Linked DNA regions of Mus musculus: region 1 is linked to region 2. Evidence: chromatin contacts called from public Hi-C data. All regions are on one chromosome and are shown on one strand. Each heading gives the region's core, a stretch centred on a gene start, on an enhancer-like site or on the middle of the called end of the contact. The rest is flanking DNA. Distances are from core to core; before and after follow the strand shown.

Region 1 (6,329 bases), core at 1,522-4,021, 710 kb after region 2:
GGAGCTTACGACTGAGATAGTTTAAACTTTTAAAGACTGTCAATTTCAGTGTCAGATTCTGCTGTACATTATGAAATAAAGTGAGACTTTAGGGACAAGGGGTGGAAAGTTATGATTTTCGAGTGATGTTTTCATTGATAATAGTTAATGATGGACAAAGTATTACTGTTAGCTTTGTCAACTTGGCGTGACCTAGAGTCAGTCGCCTGGGAAGAAAGCTCAATGAGTGAGTGACTGTCTGCATTGGGCTGGCTTGTAGGCATGGCTGGGGCACTAATAAAAATCCAAACTGGTGAGAAAAGGGCTTACTTCCCTTACACATATAGATCACGGTCCACAGTTGAGGCACACAAGCAGGCGCTGAGGCTGGAACCACTGAGGAAGCCTGCTTAGTGGCTAGAGAGCCTAAATAAACAACAGACCTTGGTCTTCTGAAAGATAAGCAGGTTTCTAGAAGAGAGCAAGTATAATCCCCCCCAAATGGTCAGTGGGATTGGAATAGTATCTTAGAGACACTGCAGGAGGAACAGAAAAGCCCTGCTGCCGGGGCAGTGAGCGCTGCCACGCAAAGTTGGTAAACAGCAAGTGGGGCCGCACAGCCACAGAAGCAACTTCCACATGAGGGCCAAACTGAAGCCTGCCTGGGAGCCGAAAGATTGGTGACATAGACAATGACAGCCAATTGGGAACAGCCACTTAGAGGACAGCTTGCTAGGGCTCAATGGGATGCGGGTAGAGGGTGTAAAGGGCGCTCTCTGTGATTGAATAAACGAGCTTGCGGCCACATTCTCACTGCTTTTGGAGTCTGGGCCATTGATTCTGCACCTTCTCACCCGCTGCCCCCAAGGGGGACACGGGGACTCAGGCGACAGAGACACTAGAAGAGGACCAGAAGAGGAAATGACTCCTAACCGAATGACCAGACTCACCTTCTGGGACCCAGAGTGCTGAGCCCTGTCCTCTCAGTTGCTTTGCCAGTGAAGGGACAGTTGTGAGCTGACCTGCTCAGAACATTCAGAATATTTAGCAAATCCACGCCACTGCTTCCCTGTCCTTCTCTCTTTGTGCTACGATTTGAGTTTTAAAACTTGGGCAAAAATCTCGAGGTTCTACACAGTAGTATATTTAGAAAATATCTTCGTTACATTTTATGCTCTTTAAACAGAGAAAGGAGGACAGGGCATTGCAATGATCCCTGCAATAATTCTGCAGTTGGCATTTAGCTTCTGCTACGCTGTGTTCTTGGTGCTTTCTTCCTTCTGTGTGGGCCAAAGGTACACAGGTTACTGTATTTTGTCACTAGTATTCAGTGTAGCCCTGTGTTCTGATGTATATTTCTATTTCATGTGTGGTTACTTTATATGCCAGTTTTACATCCTCGGAGAGACTGGTTTTAATCTTCTTGAGGGTAAGAACTATATACTCCACCTCTCTCCCTCCAGGATAAATACCAGTGCTTATAACCCAGGACAGAAGAAAAGATCCAATAGATACTTGTTGAATGGATTTAAATTAATATTTCTTTCCAAGGTTTAGCTGATAAAACAGCATGCCTATCTTCAGTACATAAGAATAAGTCACCCCCTCTCTCCTAACTCATCACTGAAGCAAGGCTAGCAGCTGCGGACACAGCACACAGCTCCAGGCAATACCTGTAATCTCACAGGCAAACATAATTTGTCCTGCACAAAGGTTTATGGAGAAGTCCTGGGAGGCATAACCCATACTAATTGCCAGGCTCACCTATCTCATTAGTCCAGGCCAGGAAAGTTGTTAGGATTTAAAATTCTTTTGAAACGTTAATATCTGAGCAGAGTTTTAAATATGCTGCTTTCTGCCATCCTGGATTTTCAGATCTGAGCCCCGGACCAAGTCGTAAACTTCTTCCTCTTTGGTTCATGTTCTGCTTAGGCACAGTCACTTCCCTGTCAGTGTTTGGAAGACTAAGAGGGCAGTACTACTCTCTGCTAATTACACAGATACTATGACTGATAGGGTAGCTATCAATCCGCATAGTAACACCCAGTGATTGATTCACCTCTTCCCTTACTCCCACGCCACCCCTCTGTTATCTATGTGGTCTCTCATTCACTCTGGAGACTAGACACAGACTATTCTTGTTTTCATTCTGACAGAATATGTACACTGAGGGTCTATTCACATACTTTCTTGTAAACCCAACTTATGCTATGGTTACCCTACAATTTTTAAATGCAGCCGAATTTGAAGACATTATTAGTAGATCTGTTTTTAGAACCTTGGTGTGCATTCTTACTTACTACAACGTTAGTTTCAGGCCCTCAGAAGATCCAGTCTGCTAGACCATGCTGCAGTGAATCTGAATCCATAATATTCTAGTTTAATGAGTCTAGTAGTCTGAACTCTGAAGTGCTTGGCACCTTGGCGGGCCAGAAAGACATACAGAAGCCAGGAGAGGGTACACGATGGAGCTGCCGAATAGATTCTGAAGGAGCAGTTTCAAATCGAACAATCTGCGAGATGAGGGCGAATTTGGGCTTAGAGCAGTTGGGAAACCCAGGCAGAAGCAGTGTATGTGAAGCTTGGAGATACAAAGAAAGATGGAGGCATGTTCACGGACCTACAGCACTTCAGATTGCTTGAGCATATGTGATGTGGGAGGGAGGGGTGGGGGGAGTGGAAGGAGTCTAGACAGGTGGTTAGGACTAGAACACGGTTCTGAGAGCAGCCTTGCCAGAGACACTGTGTAGCATGGGGAGCTGCGGGGCTAAGAAGAAGAAATTAAAGCAGGAACGCAGTCACATGCACTGGGCAAACAGAGTAGAACATAAGGAGCAGCTCTGACTCAGTTGGCATGTGGCACTGCGGGGCTTTTCTTAGGAAACCAGACAGCAGTAACAGAGAATGACAATCAGTTCTGAGACTAGGGAGCACATCCTGTGTTCCCTGTCCTGGTCAGAGAGGCTCAGGGACTGGAAGAAGATGGCATAGGAAGCCACACAAGGCCTTGACCTGCTGGCACAGTCCACCAAAAAAACCGCTTAGCCTTTAGGGGAACACATAGTAGACCTGCCCACTTAAGACAGGACACCTCCCCTCTACAAAGCACCCTTGGGAAGGGAACCACTTCTGCCCCAGGTTGCATTCAGCCTGACATCCTCCCAATAGATTTACAGGAATAGAGGGAGAGTGTAGAAGACTCGGAAGTCCCGGAACAGATGAGGAAAAACCAGGGTATCCATGGTGCACAACACAAGAACAAAATCTGGGGCAAAGGTGGCACTCCAAGCTGGGTACTACCACAGATATGCAGGAGACCTCCCTAAGTGCAAAGCATGCTTGGAGACACCGGTGGTGGTTGTATATGTCTGAGGGTGAGAGCCTTTGGGTGCTGAGGCTGAGACGCGTGTGTCGGGAAGCAGGGGCTGATACTGTTCTGCACTGACAATCTGACTGCACTCTGCCAGGTGTGGAATAAGCATTTTCAAAAGGAATGAGAGGTAAGGAAGACAGAACACGATGAGAGAGGCAGAATGTGGAATGCAGGAGAGCTGATAGTGGTCAAGTATCCAGCGGGGGTATCCAGCTTACGCCCGCTGGATACTTGACATCTAGGATTATGTCAGACATACCGTAAGGATTCCACATATAGTTGCTGAATGAATACCAAAGGTTACCATTAACTGAAGGCTTACCATGGGAAGGGTTTTCTAGTTCTGTCTATGGCAGCTGAGTAACAATTGTTAACATCTTGTTTTCTGGAGACATGTAAGGATCTGACCCTATGTCAGAAGTCCTCAACCTCAGGTCTGCTGACATCTCAGACCAGGTAGTTCTTTAGTGTGGGAGGCTCTGCTTCCTGCTGTGCATGCTTTCAGCTTCTTAACCACAGAGAGCATGACATCCCTAATGATGAAAATCTCAGATGTCTCCAGGAACTGCCAAATGTTCCCTGGGGTGCAGTTTCTGCATTTTGAGAAGCATTGCCTGAGCTTGCCAGATCACGAGCCTTGACGGTCCGCTCCAGACTCTGAACTTAGTCTTCACATTACAGCTACCAGATGAGCACATGACAGACAGGATTTCCTACAGGCTGACTGGGAGCTAGGTAGCATGCTGAGAACCTATGGCATCATCTCGCCTAGGTGTCAGTGCAGCTGAGTGTGGAGATGGCTGCCTCTGAAATCAAAGTCTGCAGAACAATAATTTAAATGTCCTTTTATTAAAACAAAATAAAGTGAAAGTCAGTTCAAGTGTAGTGAGAATTTTGGTTCCCTTAAAAAAACATTTAATGTTATCTGCACGTCTTAGTTAGGGTTTTACTGCTGTGAGCAGACACCATGACCAAGAAATTCTTATAAGGACAACATTTCATTGGGGCTGGCTCTCAGGTTCAGAGGTTCAGTCCACTATCATCAAGGCAGAAGCATGGCAGCTTCTAGGCAGGTATGGTGCAGGAGAGATGAGAGTTCTACATCTTCATCTGATCTGAAGGCTGTTAGAAGACTGACTTCCAGGCAGCTAGGACAAGGCTTTTTTAAGGCTCTTTAGCCCACACCCACAGTGACACACCCATGCCAACAAGGCCACACCTCCAAATAGTGTCAACCCCCTGGGCCAAGCATACACAAACGATCATGGTGCATGCGTTTTTGTTTTAGTCCCAGGTTTGGGATATGGGACTGTTTCAGTTTGTCCACAGCTATTAACTATGATTGCCTTATACTCTAGGAGGAGTGTGACTTCTGCCAGCTGCAGTTAGTTTACATTTTGAATTCCGGGGACTCTGAAGAGGGGAAAATGCCAGAGCCCCAAGAGGGATGGGAAGCACTCTGAAGAAGAACGGGGGCTGCTGCCCCCCTGCTGCTGTTACTGTTTGTCAAGTGATCATGAGCAAAGTGAACAAAGAGAAGAGCTGAAAAGAAAAAGTTGGAGACAACCAGACTGCGAAGATTGGACTTGGTCCAAGGAACCCAACACCCCGTATCATCAAGAAGTTGTCTATTTTGTTGGCTGAAGTTTTCTCTCTAACCTTCTTTCTCTCCTACCTAGTGTTGGGAAGGTTGGAAGGGCGGTAGAGCTATAAAAACCCAATAAAACAGTAAACCAAAGATGCCAACATTCAAGTCTGTCAATTACATTTCCAAATACTTTTGCAGTTCTTAACTTCCTGCTTGCTGAGGTCCTATCATTCTGTCCCATTTTTGGTAATGGTAATTATTGTTATATTATAACATAACATTATATAATATTGCAATTATTATAATAATCCCAAGTTTTCTTAAAGAAGAAACAGAAATCATTGAAGAACAGCATCCCAAAACTATGAGGGTAAAGAGCAAAATGGCATCTGCAAAACCTGCGCGGGGCGACTGCTCCGTGTGCTCCTGAGAAGCCTGTGTGCAGCACAGACAACGCGGGCAAGCCAAACTAGACCCCAGAACCCACCCCGTCACTGTCACTCTGTCAGCCATGTCATAGGTGTGATGTTGTAGGCCTTGTGCACACTAAGCAGCCCCTGTGCCACTGAGTTATAAGCCCAGCCTCATTTGCATTTTTATTTTGAGACTGAGTATCACTAAGTTGTCCAGGTTGGCCCTGCTGCTTGAGCCTCCTGAAGATGTGGGATTCCAGGCCAGTGACACTAGCGCAGGATCCCTAGCATTTTAATTGACTCTGAAAACCAACGTCCAAGGGGGTCTCATTTCAAGTCCTTGGACTTTTTAGTATTTAGACAGTGAAGCACACAACTATCATGTCCAGAGGTGATGACACCCTAGGGAACACGGTGCCAGAATTTTTAGGACGGTGTCACCAATATTCCAAAAGCAAGCCGGAAATGACATCAGAGAAAACAGCTTTGACAGGTCAGGTAGCTCAGCTACATTGTTGAGTATGTCAGGAAAAGGTTAGTTGCTCTACTCATGTATAATAACTGTACAAAAGAAATGTTTTGCATGAGGCCGGAGAGGTGGTTCAGTGATCAACGCGCTTGCCACCACACCTGATAATGTGAGTTTGAGCCCATACTCGATGGGAGGAGAGAACCAAAGCCTATGAATTGTCCCCTGGCACCCGCACCTATACACACAAATCAATTTCTGCATTAATTTTAATGCAATTTAAATTTTTAGATGATTTTGTAAATAACATAGATAGGAATTACTCAGGTTACATAGGTAAGCCTAAGTCCTTTACAGCCTAAATCCAAGGAGGCTGTGAGTAATCACTTGGGTTTTTTTTATATTTTAACTGATACTTAAAATTTGGTTATATTTATGAAGTGCCATTGAAGTGTTTAATTTTTTATAGTGTTCAAACTCGGGTAAACATATCTGTGTACTAAAAAA
Region 2 (6,321 bases), core at 2,684-5,183:
GGTTCTGTCTGCATGGAGGTCAGAAGGGTTTGTGGAGTGTTTCTACAGGCTAATTATATTTTTGTTTGAAGGACAATTGTGTGTGGTGGGTTTTATGGTGGATAGCAGCCATGGCTTTGAATACATTTAGTCCAAACTCATCTGTGACCAGAGTCTTCCGTTCTCAAATATGCCGCATGTAAAACCCGGACATGGGTGGTATCCAGGAGATCCCTACATGGCAGGAATGCAGCCCTGTTTACTGGAAGGAAGTGATTTCTGCCGTCTGGAGGGTCCGTTCTGTTGGCTGGAGAGGCAGGGAGGTGAAATAGAGGTGCCAAGAGGTGTTGCTCATTCTTGGCTGCCATCAGTAAGAACAGAGGTTAGGGTCCAGATCTTTTATTACCTGCCCCGGGCTTCTCTTTACCACACATTTCTTCATTTCTTCTTCCTCCTCCTCTTTCTTCAAGATACCAAACATTTCATTTCCTCCCCTCAGAGCTCAGGGAACAGGGAGGTTGAGGAGGCAGAAAGATTGTAAGATCCAGAGGGGATAGGATGAAGGATGCCAGGAGAATAAGGCCCTCTGAATCACTGAAACAAGGCCCATACAAGCTCACAGAGACCAAAGCAGCACGTATTGGGCCTACAAGGGTCTGCACTATGTCCTCTATGTATAAATTGTAGTGCTCATCTTGGTATTCCTATGGGACTCTGAGCATGAGAAGGAGTGAATGTCTCTGACTCTTGTGCCTACTCTTGGGACTCTTTTCTCCCTGTTGGGTTGCTGTGTCTACCTTCATGATAGTTTTGCTTCGTCTGACTATTATTTTTTATTCAGCCATGTAGGTTGTTATCTCTTAGGAGCCTGTTCTTTCCTAACAAGAGACAGAAAAGGAGTGGATACAGAGGGGAGGGGCCCTGGGCAGGAACTGGGACAAGTAAAGGAAGGGAAAGTGTAATCAGGATATATTGTTTGAGAGAAGAACCCATTCTCAATAAGGGAAGAGCATTCAGAGTAGCTTATGATCAGTATAGTCGGGACCTGAAGTCACATTTGGTGTTTTTATTTCATAAATATTATTTGTTTTATTTCGGATTTTTTTTAAAAGATTGCAGTTTCACCAATCATTAGCAATAGTCATATAACATAAGCTATGCAAGGGATGTCATCCATGCCACATAGAAAGCTCCCTTAGTTGTCAGCGGATGGGATTCTGGCTCTTGGGAGCTCTAGATACACTTCAATAAAGCTTCCATGAACATAGTGTTTCGTCCCCTGAAATGTCTCTGTTGTTTCCCTTACTCAAGCCGCACCATGGGAGAAAGCTTCTCCCGTCCAAACGCAGCTCCAGACACACAACATGCTAGTTAGGGTCTGTGAAAACAATCAACACGCATCCTTCCTCCTAGGACCACACAGAACAAGGCAATGGTTTTAGCGAGTAATGGCAAATCCTTAGAAATTTCCAGTAATTTAAAAATAAATAAAAAAAAAAAACAGAACAAACAGATTAAAGAAGCCGGGGGTGGTGTGTCAAATGCAGTGATAGGACCTATGTCGTCTTTGATTGAAGAAAGAACTTGGTGCATTGAATGTGACTGGGCTCTGTCAGCAGCGTCGTTCAGATATCCTTGCCACGAGTCATCCGTCCGTAGCTGTTTTATGTCTTCTATATTATTTGCAGCCCAATCTTATCTGAATCAAGATTCTAGCTTCGCTCAGAGGTGGTAAGCCTCATAGTATCCCTCTGTATGTTTTCCTCTCATGCTCAGAGGCCAGCTACGAGTTAGAAAGTGGAAGCTTAGCGCATGCGTTAGAACACAGAAGCCATTTCCAGGCTAAGACTCTTGCCCCTGGATTACCGTTGGCTGGATCTGGCACTACCAGCCCGGAATTATTCACTTCCACCAATAAACTGACAGAGCCTAACATTTTAAGCAAATGAGCAAATATGTTTAACCCCTTGGGTATATATTAAGGCTGGGGGAGATCATTTGAATTTAAGCCGAGAGCGTATTAACAAAAAACTTCAGCTATTCTCTGACAATTCTTGGGTTGCTAATAGTCAGGGTATTCATGGGTAATTTTGAGAATCAACAGTCTGCTAAAATTAACTAGCAGTAGGGATTCGGCTACAATCTCTGCTCCACTCAGGGAAAATGCTCCAGACAGAACGGAAGCTATAATATGAAGAAGAAATGACAAAAGCTGGGGTTGATCTTCAGACTGTTCCAGTGTATTCAGCAAGTAACTCAGGGTGCTTAGTGCTAGCCGAGTAAGAGGGGAATAACCATACAGAGGATAGGCACTCAGCCCTGTCTGCCGAGCTCTGATATCAGGGTGCAGATTGTCAGTCCGCTGGTTGAGATTCCAAACAAGTGGAGGACTCTGTATTTTTCTGTTTTATTTTTTTTTAATTTTACAGATCAAGTGATGTGTACTTTAAATGATTAATTTGTTTCTTTTTGTGTGTATGAGTGTTTTGCCTGAATGTTACATGTGAATAATACATACATGCCTGGTACCCTCGGAGGTCAGGAGGAGGCCTTCATCGGAGTGCTGGAACTGGAGCTATGGGTGGCTGCGAGCTATGATGTGGGCGCTGGGAACAAATATTTTGGAAGAACAGTCAGTGCTCTTGGGCACTGAGTATCTCCTTATCCTGACACACGCTGTTCATTTTTTCTTATATAATTTTTATTGATTCTTTGTGAATTTTACATCATTCACCCTTCCATATCTACTCTCCACACTTATAACCTCCCAGAACAAGAAAAAAAAAAAGTCACTGTGGAAGCCATGGTAGGTCAGTTTATCATACACTACACCTTTTTTTCTAAACAACTTTATTTGCAAGTGTTCACTGCAATGGGTCAGTGGTCTGGTTTGAGGCCTCTGGCTTCTGCTACGCTATTAACACTGGATCCTCACTGAGATTTTTCTGGGATATCCTGTTGTTGCCCTGTGTCATGAAGATCCTGCAGCTCATAAATGGGGTAGATATTGAGGTGGACCAGTCCAGAGCAGGGGATCTGGGTCTGGGTGGTAGCTGAGTGTTCAGTTTTGACAAGTGTTGGTGTGCTGTGGTGGCCTTGGTATTAGCATAACCTGGCTGCATCCTGTTCTCCTCTTCAAAGCAGCTATGGATGGCTAGTACCAAACTCAAGCTCTCACATACACAAATTGCTTTGAGTCTATCCCAAGTAAGCCTATGGCTTGCTGTTTAAAGACTGCTTACATGGCTTGCATATTGCAACAAGTCCCCATTTGTCAGGAAAACACTAGCTATAAGTGACAAGAAGACCTTCTGTCCTTTGATCTCTGTGGCCCCACAGCTTTGCATGTTGCTCCCTAATGCCTTTACCTAGTCAGGTAACCCCCACTGATTCCTCCCTTCTCAACTACAAGTCCTTCTTAGTCCTCTTCTGAGGGACGGACCCCTGCCTCAGTAGGTCTCTGGACAACAATTTCCTTCTCTTGCTATACAGACACTAAAAGGACTTTGGCAAAGTTCAGGAAGATCCAGTAATGAAATGCTGAGATAGTTTTTGAGTTTGGACAGGTTTGGGGCAAAAAAAAAAAAAATTGCTGGCGACCTCTTGAGACATCTCATTTTTTATTCTACCGAACTTGTATTAAAGAACTTTATTCCTTGAGAAAAGGAAACTTCTCCAGAGAAGACTTCTGAGGTTTAAATATAACAGATGGCATTTCAGATCCTCTGTCGGTTGCCTATGTGTGAGAACTCCTAATTTAGGTTCATTACACAGCTACAATTTGTGACAGTTTGTGGCATTCTGCTCTAGGGAGAAGACAGGCTCCTCCCCCTCCTCCACCCCTCCCCCTCCTCCACCCCTCCCCTCCTCCACCTCTCCCCTCTTCCACCCCTTCCCTCCTCCACCCTTCCGTGGAAGCATCTGCAGGAAATTTCACATGACCCAGGTCACCATCCTTCCCCATCAGAGATGGCTCTGTGTGGCTAGTCTTTGATAGTCGATACAAATTAGCACGGGTCAGTGATCTTTTTTCATCCCGTGCACGGCTCATCATGCTGACAGCTTTGTGGTTGTTGCAGATGACCCTGATATTATATGGGTTATCACTAACCGGGTCTGTGAGAAGCTTAATTTTGCAGTCTTGGCATGTTCTTTGCTGGTGTTATGTTTCAGCAGGGTATCCGTTGTGGTGTCTGAAGCCCGCGTATGGAAACAAAGTAACCACATTCACTGTTTCTAGGCTACGCTTTCTGTTCCCCTGTCCCGTGGCCATTTATTCTCTGCCTTCCACAGGAACTTGAACTGTGTAGCTTGAGAGTGCACAGGCATGAACACCACAGTACCATACCATGTGTTTCTCCTTCCTAGTGGGTGATCCGTTGGTTGCTACATCATAGCCTCAGAAGATGGTCCTATACATCTGCGATTTCCACTGAAACCTTCCCACCAACTTCCAGGATTTTTATTTAACTGCCATGCTAAAATTTTTATAGCGTCACAAATCACACATGCACGTTACTCATTTTACTGGCTTCCTGAATAGTTTCTGTGTTATAGCCAGGAAAATATGTACTGGGTCTACCTGGAACTTTACAGGACACCCCATATGCCACATTTCTGACTGGCAGTTACATAGTCAAGCATTCTCTTAACACTTGATTTGATCTAATTGAAAACATATAGGAGGGAGTTTTAAAAGCAGAAAGTACAAAAGAACCAGTAGCCATAGTTAGTATTAATTAATTAATTTATAAATTAATTAACTTATTTATGTGATCCACTGTAGCTGTCTTCAGACACCCCAGAAGAGGGCATCAGATCCCATTACAGATGGTTGTGAGCCACCATGTAGTTGCTGGGAATTGAACCCAGGACCTCTGGAAGAGCAGTCAGTGCTCTTAACCACTGAGCCATCTCTCCAGCCCAGTAATTTTTAATGCATTTATATGGTCATTTCTCTTTGTACATATGTATCGTCTTTATGTGTATAGCCTTCATTCCTCCATGTATTATTTTTTTTTTAAGTGTAATTGTTCATAAACAAGAGCCAAGGCCCAATATAGATGTAATCTTAATTTATAGTTTACCCCAAAGTTTTAACAACTTCCATGGCCATCATTTTTACTGCCTTCAAGTTGAAATGCCACCAAGGGTTACACGATGTATTTGGTCATCACAGTTCTTCAGTCTTTGGGGACATTGAGTGACTCTTTGGATTTTTATAACATTGACAAAAGAGATATAGGTCAGTAGATAATATTATCAAAGTTCCTCCATTTTGGTGTATCTGCTAATTTCTCATGGCTGGATTCTGATGTCGCATTTTGTTGGGACCTTGCAGGAGAGAGCCTTCCTCTTTACTGCATCGTGTGAGGAGACATCACTGACATTTGTTGGTAGCTAAATAGTGGTCAAGGATGATGTTCTAAGTCTGCAGTCAGTTGACCTGTCAGCGGGACACATAAGCAGCACAAATGAGCATGTTCAAATGCAAAGATGCAGGCGTGTGCGTCGTTCCCTCCAGCATTAGGACCAAAACAAATGCCCCACACTCTGAGAGCTTTTATATTCAAAGCGAATGCTTGTCATCTGTTGACAATCTAGCTATGTATATGTTGGGTTTTTTTGTTTTGTTTTTTTTTTGTTTTTTTGTTTTGTTTTTGTTTTTTCAAGACAGGGTTTCTCTGTATAGCCCTGGCTGTCCTGGAGCTCACTTTGTAGACCAGGCTGGCCTCGAACTCAGAAATCCGCCTGCCTCTGCCTCCCGAGTGCTGGGATTAAAGGCGTGTGCCACCACGCCCGGCTATATGTTGTTTTATTATTATTATTATTATTTATGTATTAGTGTGTGATGCCACATGTGGGACTAGGCCAAGTAGGCAGAAAGAGAACTGAGTGGAGGACAAAGTGTTCTTAAGAAAGTTGGGAGGCAACTGTAGAGGGCAATAGAACACAGGTGACTTGAAAGCAGAATAGAACTCCCGGGAGGAGAGAGAGGACAAACGAGATGGGGGATGAGGAAGGAGAGTCAACCAATAATGCATTATGAGGATGCCACATTCATACCATTACTTTGAATGCTAACTAGAAGCAACATAACGGTTTATAGAAGTGTGTCCAGCAAAAACAAAATGGTCCCTCACAATGCATATGTTTTACATATGTCTGATGAAGGAGTGGTGTATGTAGCTCAGCTGTGGTGTGCTGGATTGCCTGGTGTGTGTGAGGAGGACCTGAGTTGGATCCCTAACAGCCATAAAGAATAAGTAAAGGTAGGTTTTTTTTTTTCATGGTGGAAAGTTTCAGAGATTTATTATAAAGCAATAAAGTAACTCAACAGTT

Evidence for each region. A called contact is a pair of places that touch in the nucleus more often than the background predicts.
Region 1: a contact with region 2 is called in a Hi-C map of cerebral cortex, with 2.6 times the contacts expected there. The contact joins two enhancer-like sites. A contact is called at or near these places in 4 of 484 Hi-C or Micro-C datasets (cerebral cortex, cortical neurons and pancreatic cancer cells) and 1 of 115 datasets of contacts at active chromatin or transcription factors (neural progenitor cells).

The regions. Positions count from the first base shown.
Region 1 is chr15:95,485,435-95,491,763 of GRCm38.p6, forward strand. The region is part of intron 2 of Nell2 (NEL-like 2); the gene reads right to left. Among named protein-coding and RNA genes, the nearest start is that of Gm31370, 15 kb to the left of the region's middle. Within about 2 kb of position 2,772, at least 22 of the 459 cell types and tissues checked have an H3K27ac peak or open chromatin away from gene starts, as enhancers often do. A contact at or near this core is called in cerebral cortex and cortical neurons, where this site is marked.
Region 2 is chr15:94,772,593-94,778,913 of GRCm38.p6, forward strand. The region is part of intron 3 of Tmem117 (transmembrane protein 117); the gene reads left to right. Among named protein-coding and RNA genes, the nearest start is that of Gm25546, 94 kb to the left of the region's middle. Within about 2 kb of position 3,934, at least 11 of the 459 cell types and tissues checked have an H3K27ac peak or open chromatin away from gene starts, as enhancers often do. A contact at or near this core is called in cerebral cortex and cortical neurons, where this site is marked.